Linked DNA regions of Mus musculus: regions 1 and 3 are each linked to region 2. The links are chromatin contacts, called in public Hi-C and HiChIP or PLAC-seq maps. All regions are on one chromosome and are shown on one strand. Each heading gives the region's core, a stretch centred on a gene start, on an enhancer-like site or on the middle of the called end of the contact. The rest is flanking DNA. Distances are from core to core; before and after follow the strand shown.

Region 1 (4,078 bases), core at 1,201-3,700, 250 kb before region 2:
AACAGGATAGAGGCTTCTGCTGGGAAAAACAAAGAGCCCAACATAGGGTACAACAGTCAGCCCTTGGGTGAAGGTATCTGTGGGGGACTAGTTCCTGCACCCAAATCCAAGGACAATCAAATGAGACAACAATGTAGTGCTTGTGTGTACACTATGATGTAGTGCTTGGACATAACTCGTCCTCTTACATCTCTAGATTTCTTATAGCAAATCATATCTTAATTACTTACAATACTTGACAAAATATAACTACTAAGTAAACTGTAAATAGTTGTTGTATTGTTTAGGAAATAATGAAAAAGAATAAAAAGCTCAGCACATGTTCGATACAGCTGTTAAATTTGTTTTCCATGGCTAAGTAGGGCCACATTCTCACTGTTGTAGTAAGTGCAGACTGAGCCTGGAGTGGTGGTGCAGGCTTTAGATCCTAGTACTCCTGAGGCACAGGCTCATCTCTGAGTTGAGAGTGTCTACATAGTGAGTTCCAGGCTAGCCAAGGCTACATAGTTGAGATCCTATCTCAAAGAAAACAAAGTATAAATACATATTTTAAAAACGGGGGTGGGAGGTGGTTGGGGGGAGGGGACAGCCTATGGTCCCCTTCCCCATTCTTCTCAACATTACTTTGATATAAGAAAAGCTGGTTCAGAAAATTTTAATACGCCACTGCAAAGTTCCTTGGCCAGAGAAGTTCCTTCTAACCACCTTCCCCCATCACCAAATATCAGTGCTTAAGCACCCAAACTCAACAGCTAAGGCTGTTAGGATCACTTCCTATCTAACCACTTAGCACAGCTCACCAGATCTTTGGTAAGAACAAAGGATCTATAGTATATAAAGATCTGTTAGAAACAGCCTGCCTGGTTCACAAAACAATTACAAGATAGAATCACTTCAGCTTATCCTTCTAATATATGAAGTTCTACCTCGGGCAACCTAGTTTTCTTTTTCTTTCAGGCTGTTTCCTATACTGGTTTTTAGTTTATTCCAAACTTGGCCTAAGCACCCATGAACATGCCCACATCCCAACCCCACTTATCCTATGCAGATCTTCTCAAGCAGATCTTCACTGGGACTCAGATAACCCCAACTGTCTTTCACCTTGACACACCAGCAGAGAACCCTACATGTCCACAGCAATTACCAGTAGAGCCTGCCCGCTTCTCAACAGGGCTCTGGCAGGGAGAGGGGCTACTCTTAAATATCGTCTTCCTCTGCCTCCCTTTTTCTATTTAACACTCCACCTCCTATTTAACAGAGCCAGTGAATGTAGTGAGAATTTTGGTTTCTTTAAAAGACACAGAAATATTATAGAAATATGTTTTTCGTTTAATTCTAGGTATGGGATATGGGGCTGCTTCAAATTGCCCATAGCAGCTGACTATGATTTGCCTCATGCTCTAGCAGGAGTGTAATTTTGCCAGCTGCAGATAGTTTCTGTGATTATGTGACATTTGGAATACTGGGGACTTTTTAGAGGGTATATAAATGCTAGGACCCTGAGAGGTTGTTGGGTTGTTGGTTTGTTGCAGTTTGTTAAGTAGTTGTGAGTAAAGAAGAAAGAACAGAAGAAGAAAAAATTAGATATCCTGACTGCAAAGATCAAACTTGCCCCAAGGAACTCGGTGCCCTTAACTAACAGGAAATAGTTTAGTGATAACATCACCCTCTTTCTGACCCCTGAGGCTATTATAGGATCTCTTTCCTTTCCTCTCTAGTCTAGTGTTAGGGGTTGAAATGGTTGAAGAAAGGGGGTGGAAAAGGTTAAAAGAAACGACCCACAAAGTAGCAAAAAGATAAGCTACAAGTGAATGGGGGAACACTCCCCCTCCCCCCAGTAATCTTTCCCAGGTTCCAAATTGAAAGAGAGGGAGGGGGAGGGGGAGGGGGAGGGAGAGGGGAGAGACTGACCAGAAGAAGTAATGTATTGGATTTGCTGGAGTTACAGGTGGTTGTGAACTATACAATATGGAGTGCTAAGAACTGAACTCCGGCCTTCTGGAAGAGTAATAAGCCTTCTTAATCGCTGGGTCATCTCTCCAGCTCCAAGTTAGTAACTTTAACAAGTGCCTTTTGGGATACAGGCTCAGTTTATGGATGATGCCTTCAGCCCTGTCCACTTTTTAATGACAGCATTCTCATTCAGGAGAATAAAAGTCTAACAAGGGCAGGGGTTTTTAAAACTCCATTTTTGCTCACAGCTTTATCCCTAGATACTAGCAAAGCTCCTTGCATACATACAATACTCAATAAACTCGCTTACCCACTCAACAACACTGAGAACTAACTGGGTATCGGAAGCTGTGTAGGTACTAGTTAACAGAACAAGTTCTGGTTCTGAGCCTACTCAAAGTAATGGCAGGAAGAGATGAGAAGGTGATGTGATAGACAGGCACTCGGCAATAGAGGGCTTACCTTGGCCTAGCGCTTCCCAACTTCCTGTGTGGGCTTCTCTTGCACCAGCCCTTTTCCTGTTCTCATCTGTCTCGCATAAACTGAAAGCTCCCAAGCTTGCTCTAGCTCCAGCCCCTTCCTTTGTCTCCTTAGGTTACACTAACCATCTAGCAAATGTAGACCATGTCCCAAAGCTTAATTTAATGTACACCTCTTTCCCCAGATCCCGGCTTGACTCTTCCCGGGCCTGGAGTATGTACACCACACCCCTGTCCTCACTCTCCCAGGCAGACTTCACGTCACAAGAGCCTCTAGAAAACAGTCTTTTCATGTTTCTAGTTGCTGCCCAGTCACTCCTCTTGCTCTGTGACTTGTCCATCCATAATCTCTCCACTTCCTCAGATGGATGTCAGTTCAAGCAAGCTAAACACACACACACACACACACACACACACACACACACACACCCCTGCTTTCTTTAAAACCCAGTTTTTATGTGTGTGTTTTTGAGACAGGGCTAAGTAGGGCCACATATGCTCTACACATATGTGTAGTCCTGGCTGTCCTGTACCTCGCTCTGTAGAACAGGCTGTCCTTGAACTCAGAAATCCACCTGCCTCTGCCTCCCAAGTGCTAGAATTAAAGGTGTGTGCCACCATCTGGCAAAATCCAGGGTTTTTTGTTGTTGTTATTGTTGTTTGTTCTTTAATTATAAAACACATCAAGACACAGCTCTAGCTGGCTGAGGTGGTATATGCTTGTAATCTGAGCACTCAGGAGACTGAGGTAGGAGAGTCACTCACAAATTCCAGCTAGGGAGCCTGATCTGTAGTGTTAAGTAAGATACTATCTCAAAAATAAATGGGAACAGGGAGAAAACCTAAACAACTCTTCCAGATAGCCAATGCTATCCAACAACACTATCCTGAAACACTAATAAACAAAAACTGAGAGCCAACAATATGCTAAACACTTCAAAACAAACTCAGACAACCCCTAGAGCAACTTCCTGAGGAAGGTATCACTGCCCCAGTCAGTACCTTAGAAAAAAGCTGAGGTACCCAGCACTGTGACTGGCCCAACTCTGGGCCAACTGCACATACAACAGCCCTGACTTCAGAAGCTCATTTATGCCTAAGTCCTGGAAAGGGCCAGGCAGAAGGATTGTAAGTTTAGGGTAGCTGAGAAGGACCCCCTCCCCCCAAGTGCTGATAGGGTCAGCATAGCAGAGTAGGCCAGTGAGCTGCTAGCTAGGGCCTCAGTTACTGGAGTAGAGTGAATACAAGAAACATTTTATCTTTCAGAGGGATACAGCGACAATTGATGTCCAGTTGCCAGAATTAAAAACTTTGTCATTTAAAATACAACAGTAGAAGGTGAAAATTAAAATTAAAACGTAGTATGTTAGAAATTTTGCCATGCCATTATCCATAACTCATAAAGGCTGACAAGCAGGCCAGCTAAACCATACATAAGATATAGTGTTTAATCCTAGCACTCAGGAAGCTGAGACTGAAAGAAATCGGGAGCCCTGCCTGGGATACGGACCATGTCCCAAAAATAAAAACTTGAGTTGGTGAAACAGTCCAGCAGGAAAGGCACATGCTGTAAAGCCTCACCAACTGAGTTGGATCCCTAGAATTGACTCCTGTAAGTTGTCCCCTGACCCCACATGCATGCCATG
Region 2 (4,146 bases), core at 238-2,737:
ATAAATCAGGTTTTCACTGCAGGAGGAAGTCAGACGAAATGTTCACATTCCGGGTGCATACGAGACAACCAGAACATCACAGAAACACACTTTCTTTTTCTTCATAGGATATGGTCTCTTTCTGAGAAATCTTATTAAAGCAATTATATTTTGTATCTAATTTATTTCAGACTGCATTGGGTTTAAATCAAAAGGTAGAGGGGCTGAAAGGGTTAATGATCTGGTTTTGTTTTTTGTTTTTTTAAGGTGATAGTTCATTTAACCATGCATCTGAAAATTATGTTTTCCCTTGATACACAGATTAATCAGGCGTGAGCTAGAAGCTGAGGAGGCCAAGGAAACAAAACTAAAAATACCAAACAGTCGTTATGAGTTTGATTTTTTTTTCTTTCTTTTGGATGGGTGCAGCTTTGATAGCAAAATCTGATTATAGTTCATCTAGACTTCGTTGGGTCTGGATGCTCATCAGGGCTTGAAATCAATTTGGCACAGTGCCTTTGTCCCTGTCGGAGGTGAATCACCAGAGAAATTACAAACTAAGTGACTCACCTTCCTGCAGAGTAATGAAAAAGAGGAAGGGAGTTTCATGTAAATCAGAAACTGGTAATTCTCAAGTATCTTGCGAATTCTTAGGGCCGAGTACCGGTTTAAGTTTGAATGCGTTTTTATATTAACCTAAATGCTTCCTCTTCTATGTATGGGGAAGCTGTCAGACTCCTGCTAATCACTCCAGGCCTAAGGGAGTTCCTCACGCCATGTCATTTATAAATAGCACTTTGATACTGTTGAATGTTAAAACCACACCTTTTTTTCCCTGAAAGCGAGTAAAGAAAGTAATCGAAGCTTTCCCTCTAGTTTGCTAGGCTAAGATGCTGCTTTGGATACTGTGTTAGCTGTAATCCACAGGAGGTAGAGTATTTATCTTAACGCCGGCTCTCTAGATAGACCAGAGAGCAGCACCTACTCAGGTTTGATCAGAGTGCTTCATGGTTCTGCAGGGAACAGGGTTCTGGGTACGAGGAGGACCTCACACTCAATTTTCACCACCATTCAAATTATTTCCAGGACACAGTGTGTATAACAACAGCTTTTGTTAAGAAAGAGGTGTCAGAGTGCAAATTCCCCCTGAACTATGAATCTGTCTCCTCTGTGTGTACGTCTTTAAACTCGTACTCCTTGTCAAGGGAGCTGAGCAATATTTTCTGCAGAACCTTTTAGGAGCAGATAGACTACCTATATTCTCTGGATAGCTGAGGTCAGTCTTGTGAGGGATTTTCCCGTGTTTATCCTAAGCACACCTATATAGAGTCCTTTCCTTCCTCAGGCTGGTGATGTGACAGGCTTTCTTGGAAACTAAAATTTTTTTTTTTTTCAGACTAACTTGGTCTCCTGTAGACATTTTTTTTTTTTTTTTTTTTGAGGAACTTACACCACATTTTTTGTACTTTCCTTGCAGGAAATCGATACTTTACCAGGTGGAGATGAATCATTTGTGTTTGAGAGCGGCAGAACTTGGGACGAATCTGTCAGGCGCTCTGTAAACCAGTCACTCCTGACCCATCGCTCTCACCCACCTCCACCCCCTCCTCAGACTCACTGTAGCTATGTCATTCAGGAGGCAAGTGAAGAACTTCGTGAAAAATTACTCAGATGCCGAAAAAAAAGTCAGGGAAGCAACTTCCAATGACCCCTGGGGCCCCTCTAGCTCTCTGATGTTAGCTATCAGTGACATGACTTTCAATGCGGCCTCCCTCTCGGAGATCATGCACATGCTGTGGCAGCGACTCAGCGACCACGGGAAGAACTGGCGCCACGTGTACAAATCCCTCGCCCTGATGGACTACCTCATCAAGAACGGCTCCAGGAAAGTTATTCAGTATTGCAGAGAGGGCGTCTGTAACCTTCAAATGCTAAAGGATTTTCAACACATAGATGAAGCGGGCAAAGACCAAGGTAACAGTTTGTAAAAATTCGACAGTGTGCCTGTAAGGACAGGCGTGTATAGCAGTGTTTTAAATCTTCAACTGGAGCAAGGCGGTTCTCAATTTTTGAGTGCCTTGTGATGTAGCCTAGGCTGTCCTGAGCTTGCCCTCCAGTCCCAACCTCCCTCGCGCTAGGTTGATGTGCACCCTGTTATCACCCTGGGCTTAAAGAGTTGTCCTTAGATGTCCCAGCCACTGTTTTCCTCCGACCGCTGTGGTTCTCATTTCCGTCCTCTGATTGACTGTGGCACTTGGGAGAAGAGTGTGTTTGTTTTCAAAAGAGCACAGAACACACGCAGGTCCTGATCCAGTGACGCCTCACAGAAAAGTAAATACAGCAAATGAAGAGAGGAGACGCTGCCGTTTGTGTGTTGATGTCACTGTAATTCACGAGTATAATTAAGTCGGAATTTAGTCATAAACTAGGGAAGTGTTTCTAGGGACTCTGGAATCTCCGAAGGCTATGGAGATGAGCTCACTTAACTGAAGCACAGAAATTCAGGTCTTAAGATAATTCTGGGTGTAGAAAGGCGATGGCATAGGAAGATGGTATAGAGTATTGAAGTGGATTGGTGCCAAATTTGCAAAGAAAAGAGCCAACATTCCTTTCCTTTGTGTTAGAAATGCAAAGTTATAATTGTGCCTAAAGTGATAGGTTTTAAGTCATAAGAAGAAAATACAGTTCACTCTACTCTCCATGGTTACTGCATTTTAAAATGATAACTTTAAAGAAATGAAAAAATGAGACAAAAATAGTTTCTATGAACCCTTCTCCACCAAAACATCATCTCTCCAGTTTCTAAGATCAGTGAGGTACACTTGCTACAAGTGGCAGCCAGTGTTGACACTACTACTGATGTTCAGTTTAGTTGTATCATAGTTCTGTAGGTTTTGGAAAGACATACTGTCCTGTGTCAACCACCCAGTATAACACAGGGTCTTTCGCTTCCCCGAGGATGCCTTGTGACCTGCCCTCACCCTCTTTGCCCTGGATGCCACTGGTCTTTATAGTTTTACTTTTTCCAGATGTAAAACTTCTTTAGACTCGTTTCTTTCATTGGCAGGATACCCCACGGTTCTTCCAGATCCTTCCATAGGTTGGAAGCTTGTTTCTTTTTATCTTTCCTCTTTATGAAAAGGTTTGTTGAGATATAATGCATATACCATACAAATTGTAACATATGTGTATATATATACATATATATATATATATATATATATGTATATACACACACACACACACACACACACACACACACATGTATATTATAAAATATAGGGTCATTTATATAAAGTATGTATAATTATAAAGTTGTTTATTATAAGATGTGATATCTATATCAACACTTGCCTTTTTGTATTCACTTGTATTGAATTTTTTTTTCAATCAGAATCTCACGTGGACTTGAGTTAATAAGTAGCTGAGTTGAGTTCACCTTGAACTCCTGATCTTCCTATCCCCACCTCCCAGGTGCTGGGATTAGTGGTGTAAGCTACCATTGCCAGGCTCATATTTCCATTTGTAAGTGTGCAGTTTGGTACGTTCATCACATTTACTGTGTTGGGAAGCCACCACCACTCTTGTTTAAACCTTTTCTAAATCACTGTCAGCATTAAGCAATAGCTGCTCATTCCCATTCCACTGAACCTCTATTCTCTATCTTGATTGACTTGACTGTTAGGTGCACTCACACAGAAGTGGAATTTTCCTGTGTATTTTAAATTCCTATTAGGCTTCTTTCTCTCACCCTATAGTCCTTGAGTCTCCTCCATGTGGTATCAGAATCCCATATGTTTGAATGACTGAATGGCATTTTATTTTCTGGGCTTACAACATTTAAGCAAACCTGTTCCTCTGGGGCGGTTCTACATGTGATCCCTCATGAACAGTGCTGCAGTGAACATGGCTGTGTGTGGGTTCAGGCCTCTGCTGTCAGTGCTTTGGCTTGCTTAGTAGAATGGCTATAGTGTGCTAATGTGAGTGTCTGGCCTCTGGAGGAGCTGCTGAGCTGTCGTTCATTCCCATGACCTCCATAAGAGGTTTCATTTTTCCCAGGTCCTTGCTAGCACTTGTTATTTTGTCCATCTTAAAATTACAGTTAATCCTAATAGAGTTGGACTTTGCTGTCCCTTTGATTTACATTTCCCTAAGACCCATGAGCTC
Region 3 (4,015 bases), core at 452-2,951, 150 kb after region 2:
ATGAGCTATAGTTCTGCCTCCATCCCGTAGTATCCCATAGGGAAGCAAGTGTCCTGGATCCACCAGAAGTTTGGCCAGACGACTGGTCTTGGGGAAGTTGGCCTGTCACCAGCTGCCCCAGTGCAACAGAAAACACAGGGCTTCAGGAAGAGCCCAACTGGCTCACAATGAGTGTCCCTGAGAGCACTGTACAGGCCGGACACTAATGGTCATTCAGCAGCCACAACACAAAGGTCCCAAATAACAATGTCACCGACCAGTCAAAGGGCTACAGCCACAGGAGCAGACACCGTGCCTCCAACCAGTATACTGCTTCCCACAACATCTGTGAGGCAGGGGGATCAAATCCTACGTTGGAGCAGCCGACAGATAGTTGGTAGGTAGTTAGTAGGCTAACAGAGGACTTCAAAATCATCCATCCTGGGCAGAGACTCTTTGGATTGGAAGCTGAATGTATTGGGGGGCCTCTGTGAAGGTCAGCACATGCTGGAGCTGCAGGATGGCTTCAGGTCCCCTGACAACTTAATCAGGACTCAATCCATTTTTCTCATTATGGGCTAGACTCCTAGTCCATCCTTCAAACTAATGAGAAATCTTGTTTGGGTGTGTTGGGCAGCTTCTGCCTCCTCCTGATTTTATATTACTACTACTACTATCATCATCATCATCATCATCATCATCATTATTTTCTCCAATATTATTACTTTCTTCCAGTAGCCCTGCAGCTAAACATTTCACCCTGTATCTGTTCAGAGCCAGAAGGTCACCCTGAGAAGTAAGACTCTTACAACAGTGCTTGTGGGGCCTGGCAGACAGGCACGGAGGCAGGGTGAACCTTCTGCTTTGGCTGTCGATGCTCATCCAGTCTGTCACACCCCACCTTCCACAGGGAATTAAAAGCTGACAAATGAGTTGGTGCCCCGGCAGCTGCTCTCTGCCATCCAGAAAGAAGCCAAGTACAGAGCAAGGCTGAGACAAGTAGGCACCTAAGTGTGGGGACGGGCCTTCTGGGCAGACTGGGATAACACTGACATTGTGTAGGGCTGGGCTTTCCACAAGGAGCTCAGCATCCTTGGTTTGTAGCCCAGGGACCTTGAAAGGACTGAGGGGCAGAGGTGGGGGGGGGAACCATACCCATGCTGGTTCTCATAAGGCAAGAGGCACATGTGACCGTCACCTAAGGGCACTGACTGTCTAGAAGCCCATCCATATAGGCAGAAGGCTGTAGGGAAGGTTTTCCTCTTCCCAAATGAGGCTGGGATCATGGGTGAAGCAATTCACACAAGGTCTCATGACTGACCACAAGGCAGCTAATCCAGGCAGATCTGCCTCTCTCCTGGTGAGGTCTGCACCCCACCTCCCAAAGTTTGGGGAGCAGCAGCAGATGGATGTGAGAATGGGCCCTGGAGTCAGATCTGCCAGGGCTCAAGCCCACGTAGCAGCCACATAGTTCGTCTTGGACAGGCCTCCTTTCTCTCTTCGAAGACTCACTTCTGTCTCCCAAGGCATCCCACGCCCAAGTAAACACCCAGTCAACATGGACTGCACAGCAGGGCATGAGCGAGGGGGGCATACCCTGCAGCCCACACATCCCAGGGTCCCAAATCTCCTGGGAAGATACCTCAACCAGCACAGCCCACATACACGGGCTGGGCATTGAATCAGAACTGAGTCACAGCCATTTCCTCCAGGCAGGAACTGGCTTTGGCACGCATGGCCCAATTACTCAGAGATGTATGGAACCCTGTCGGGGCTGGGGGTGGTATCTGAACCCAAGGAAGGCACAAGCACCGTGCCGGCGGGCCATTAGTTTAGGAAAGTTCAACTATCCGTTCATGGTGGCTGCAGTCAGTTCCAAGATATCCTCCGCTCCCCTACGAATGGTCTGGATTCCTCAGTTCCAGAATGTATCTCAGACATCTCACAAAATGCTTTCCATGAATACAGCAAAGTGGCCAGGGAAGCTCTCCTAGCCTTCTGGCGCTTTGCCCACTGGGCATGCGCCAAGCAGGAAGCAGGTCAGTCCCCTGTAGTTGTTTGTTTAGGGCTTCCTCGAAGGACTTCTAAGCAGAATGCTGAGCTCTGAGATGGGCCTGCATGGTGCCTGCATTTCCCCCTCCTTAACATTCACTTGAGCCCCAGGTGGTCTCTGTCGTGGGTGCTCATGCCCACGGTTCCCTCCCACAGGATCCAGATTAAGGCCGATCACCAAGGATAGATGAGACTCAAGCCACACTGGCAGCTTTCCTCCCACCATGCCTGTCAATCTTGAGAGCCATCATGGCCTCCACCCACAGATAGCCTCAGGTGTTCCCACCAATGGGGCTGCAGACTGAGCCTGGCCCATTTCAGGATTCAGTGAGAAGAGGACAACTCCAGGACCAGCCGAGGCGGCAGATAGCACTGTTGGGAGAGCTTGATTCTGCCTCATCTATGGGCTTCCCATGCCTGATCCATCAGCATCCATGATCCAAGAAGGCAAGCCCTGCTCCTGCTGTGGGAGACACTGCGATCCCTCACGGGCTTCAGAGACAAAGTACCTTCCTGGTATTCAGCCCTGTTTCAAACCATTATTCCTCATTACTCCACTGCACTCCTCGGCAAGCGTCTCCCTCCTCCACCTTCATGCCCTTCAAAGGACTACAACAAGACTCATTTCTTGGCTAAGGGACAGACCATCCATCTTTTTAATCTGCCCTCATAAATCAACCACCTGAGCACCCCAGGCTGCCCACCTCTACTACCCTGGAACTCTCAAATCCTCTGGATATCTCTTAGGGATGCCCCCAGGTCCCAGCTCTTTGACTGGGGAGGGAGGTAGCCATATCCCCGGATCACCCAGCAAGCTTCTCTACCAGGGCCTATCTCGAATGAGGGGTGGAGGGGCCTGGCAGATGCCTCTACAGGAGGCTTGCCAGCAGCCACAGCAGCTGCTTCTGCTGTCAGCAGGGCCTTCTCCTGGAACAGGATGTCTTAAGCTTGTTGGGATCAATTGCCCATGGTGTTCTGATTACGGCCTCTGCCAGGTGGCTGACAGCTTCAACAGAGAGGCGAAAGGACTTTGTTGGGACCCTGAACAGATCCAAGAAATGAGGGTTTGGAGTGGAAAATAGAGGAGGAAGAGATGGGGTCTGAAGGACACGGGAGAAGCTCAAAGATGTTTTACTGGTCCCTTGACTGGATCTTTAGGAAAAGCCCAAAACAAAGGGCAGCAGGACCATGCAGAGTCAGCGCCGGCTTGGCTTTTGGTGGGCATCAGGAGGTTACTAAAAGGCTGCAAAATTTTCCAACTGAAGAAGAGGAGAGGGGCTGACTAGGAAAGAAGAAAGGGGGTGCATGCATACACATGTGTGTGTTTGTGTGTGTGTGCATATGCATACATGTGTTTATGTGTATGTGTGCATGTGTGCATGCACATGCATGCATGTGTTTATGTGTTTGTGTGTGTGCATGCATATTCATGCATGTGTATGGGTATACATGTGTATGTGTATGTTCATGCATATGCAAACATGTGCATGTGTACACATGTGTGTGTGTGCATACAAATGAATGTATGTGCATGCATATGTGTATATGTAATTTCCTTGTAGATGGAGAAGCCCAGAAGTGCCTTAAACTTCTATCTCCAACCATAGTCTCTTTAAGATTTATAAGACAGGAGCTGAGGAGGTGACTCAGTTAGTCAAGTGTTTGCCGCACAAGTGTGAAGACCTGACTTCAGCCCCGGGCACCCATGCAAGAGTCCAGGTGCAGAGATGAGTGCCTGCAACAACAATTCTGGGAAGGTGATGACAGGAAGAGCTCTGAGCTCGAAGGCCAGCCACTCTTGCCATATTGATGGACTCCAGCTTCATTTGAGAGATGCTATCTTCAAAAATAAGGTAAAAGACTGGGTGCTGTAACATACATTTTTAAACCCACCATGTGGAGGCAGAGGCAGAGGGATCTCTGAGCTTAAGGCCAGCCAAAGCTATGTATTGAGATTCTATCTAACAAAAGAAGAGGAGGAGGA

What was found. Hi-C and Micro-C count contacts between places; a contact is called where the count stands out from the background. HiChIP or PLAC-seq counts read pairs in DNA pulled down with a chosen protein or histone mark.
Region 1: a contact with region 2 is called in a Hi-C map of CD8 T cells, with 2.3 times the contacts expected there. The contact joins the enhancer-like site here to the promoter of Enthd1 in region 2. A contact is called at or near these places in 1 of 39 promoter capture datasets (pre-B cells), 2 of 484 Hi-C or Micro-C datasets (CD8 T cells and large pre-B cells) and 1 of 9 other capture datasets (pancreatic islet).
Region 3: an H3K27ac HiChIP or PLAC-seq map of the NIH/3T3 cell line shows a contact between it and region 2, with 2.3 times the contacts expected there. The contact joins the enhancer-like site here to the promoter of Enthd1 in region 2. A contact is called at or near these places in 6 of 39 promoter capture datasets (3T3-L1-derived adipocytes, the C10 cell line, the HPC-7 cell line and 3 more), 1 of 484 Hi-C or Micro-C datasets (embryonic fibroblasts), 1 of 115 datasets of contacts at active chromatin or transcription factors (the NIH/3T3 cell line) and 4 of 9 other capture datasets (adipose tissue, liver, macrophages and 1 more).

What each region holds. Positions count from the first base shown.
Region 1 is chr15:80,813,368-80,817,445 of GRCm38.p6, reverse strand. The region is part of intron 4 of Tnrc6b (trinucleotide repeat containing 6b); the gene reads right to left. Among named protein-coding and RNA genes, the nearest start is that of Tnrc6b, 100 kb to the right of the region's middle. Within about 2 kb of position 2,450, at least 111 of the 459 cell types and tissues checked have an H3K27ac peak or open chromatin away from gene starts, as enhancers often do. A contact at or near this core is called in CD8 T cells, where this site is marked.
Region 2 is chr15:80,557,811-80,561,956 of GRCm38.p6, reverse strand. Enthd1 (ENTH domain containing 1) reads left to right here and starts at 1,487. Exons shown (of 6, transcript NM_001163189.1): 1 at 1,487-1,953. The coding sequence starts at 1,605.
Region 3 is chr15:80,412,192-80,416,206 of GRCm38.p6, reverse strand. No RefSeq gene overlaps it. Among named protein-coding and RNA genes, the nearest start is that of Gm41363, 14 kb to the right of the region's middle. Within about 2 kb of position 1,701, at least 24 of the 459 cell types and tissues checked have an H3K27ac peak or open chromatin away from gene starts, as enhancers often do. A contact at or near this core is called in the NIH/3T3 cell line and embryonic fibroblasts, where this site is marked.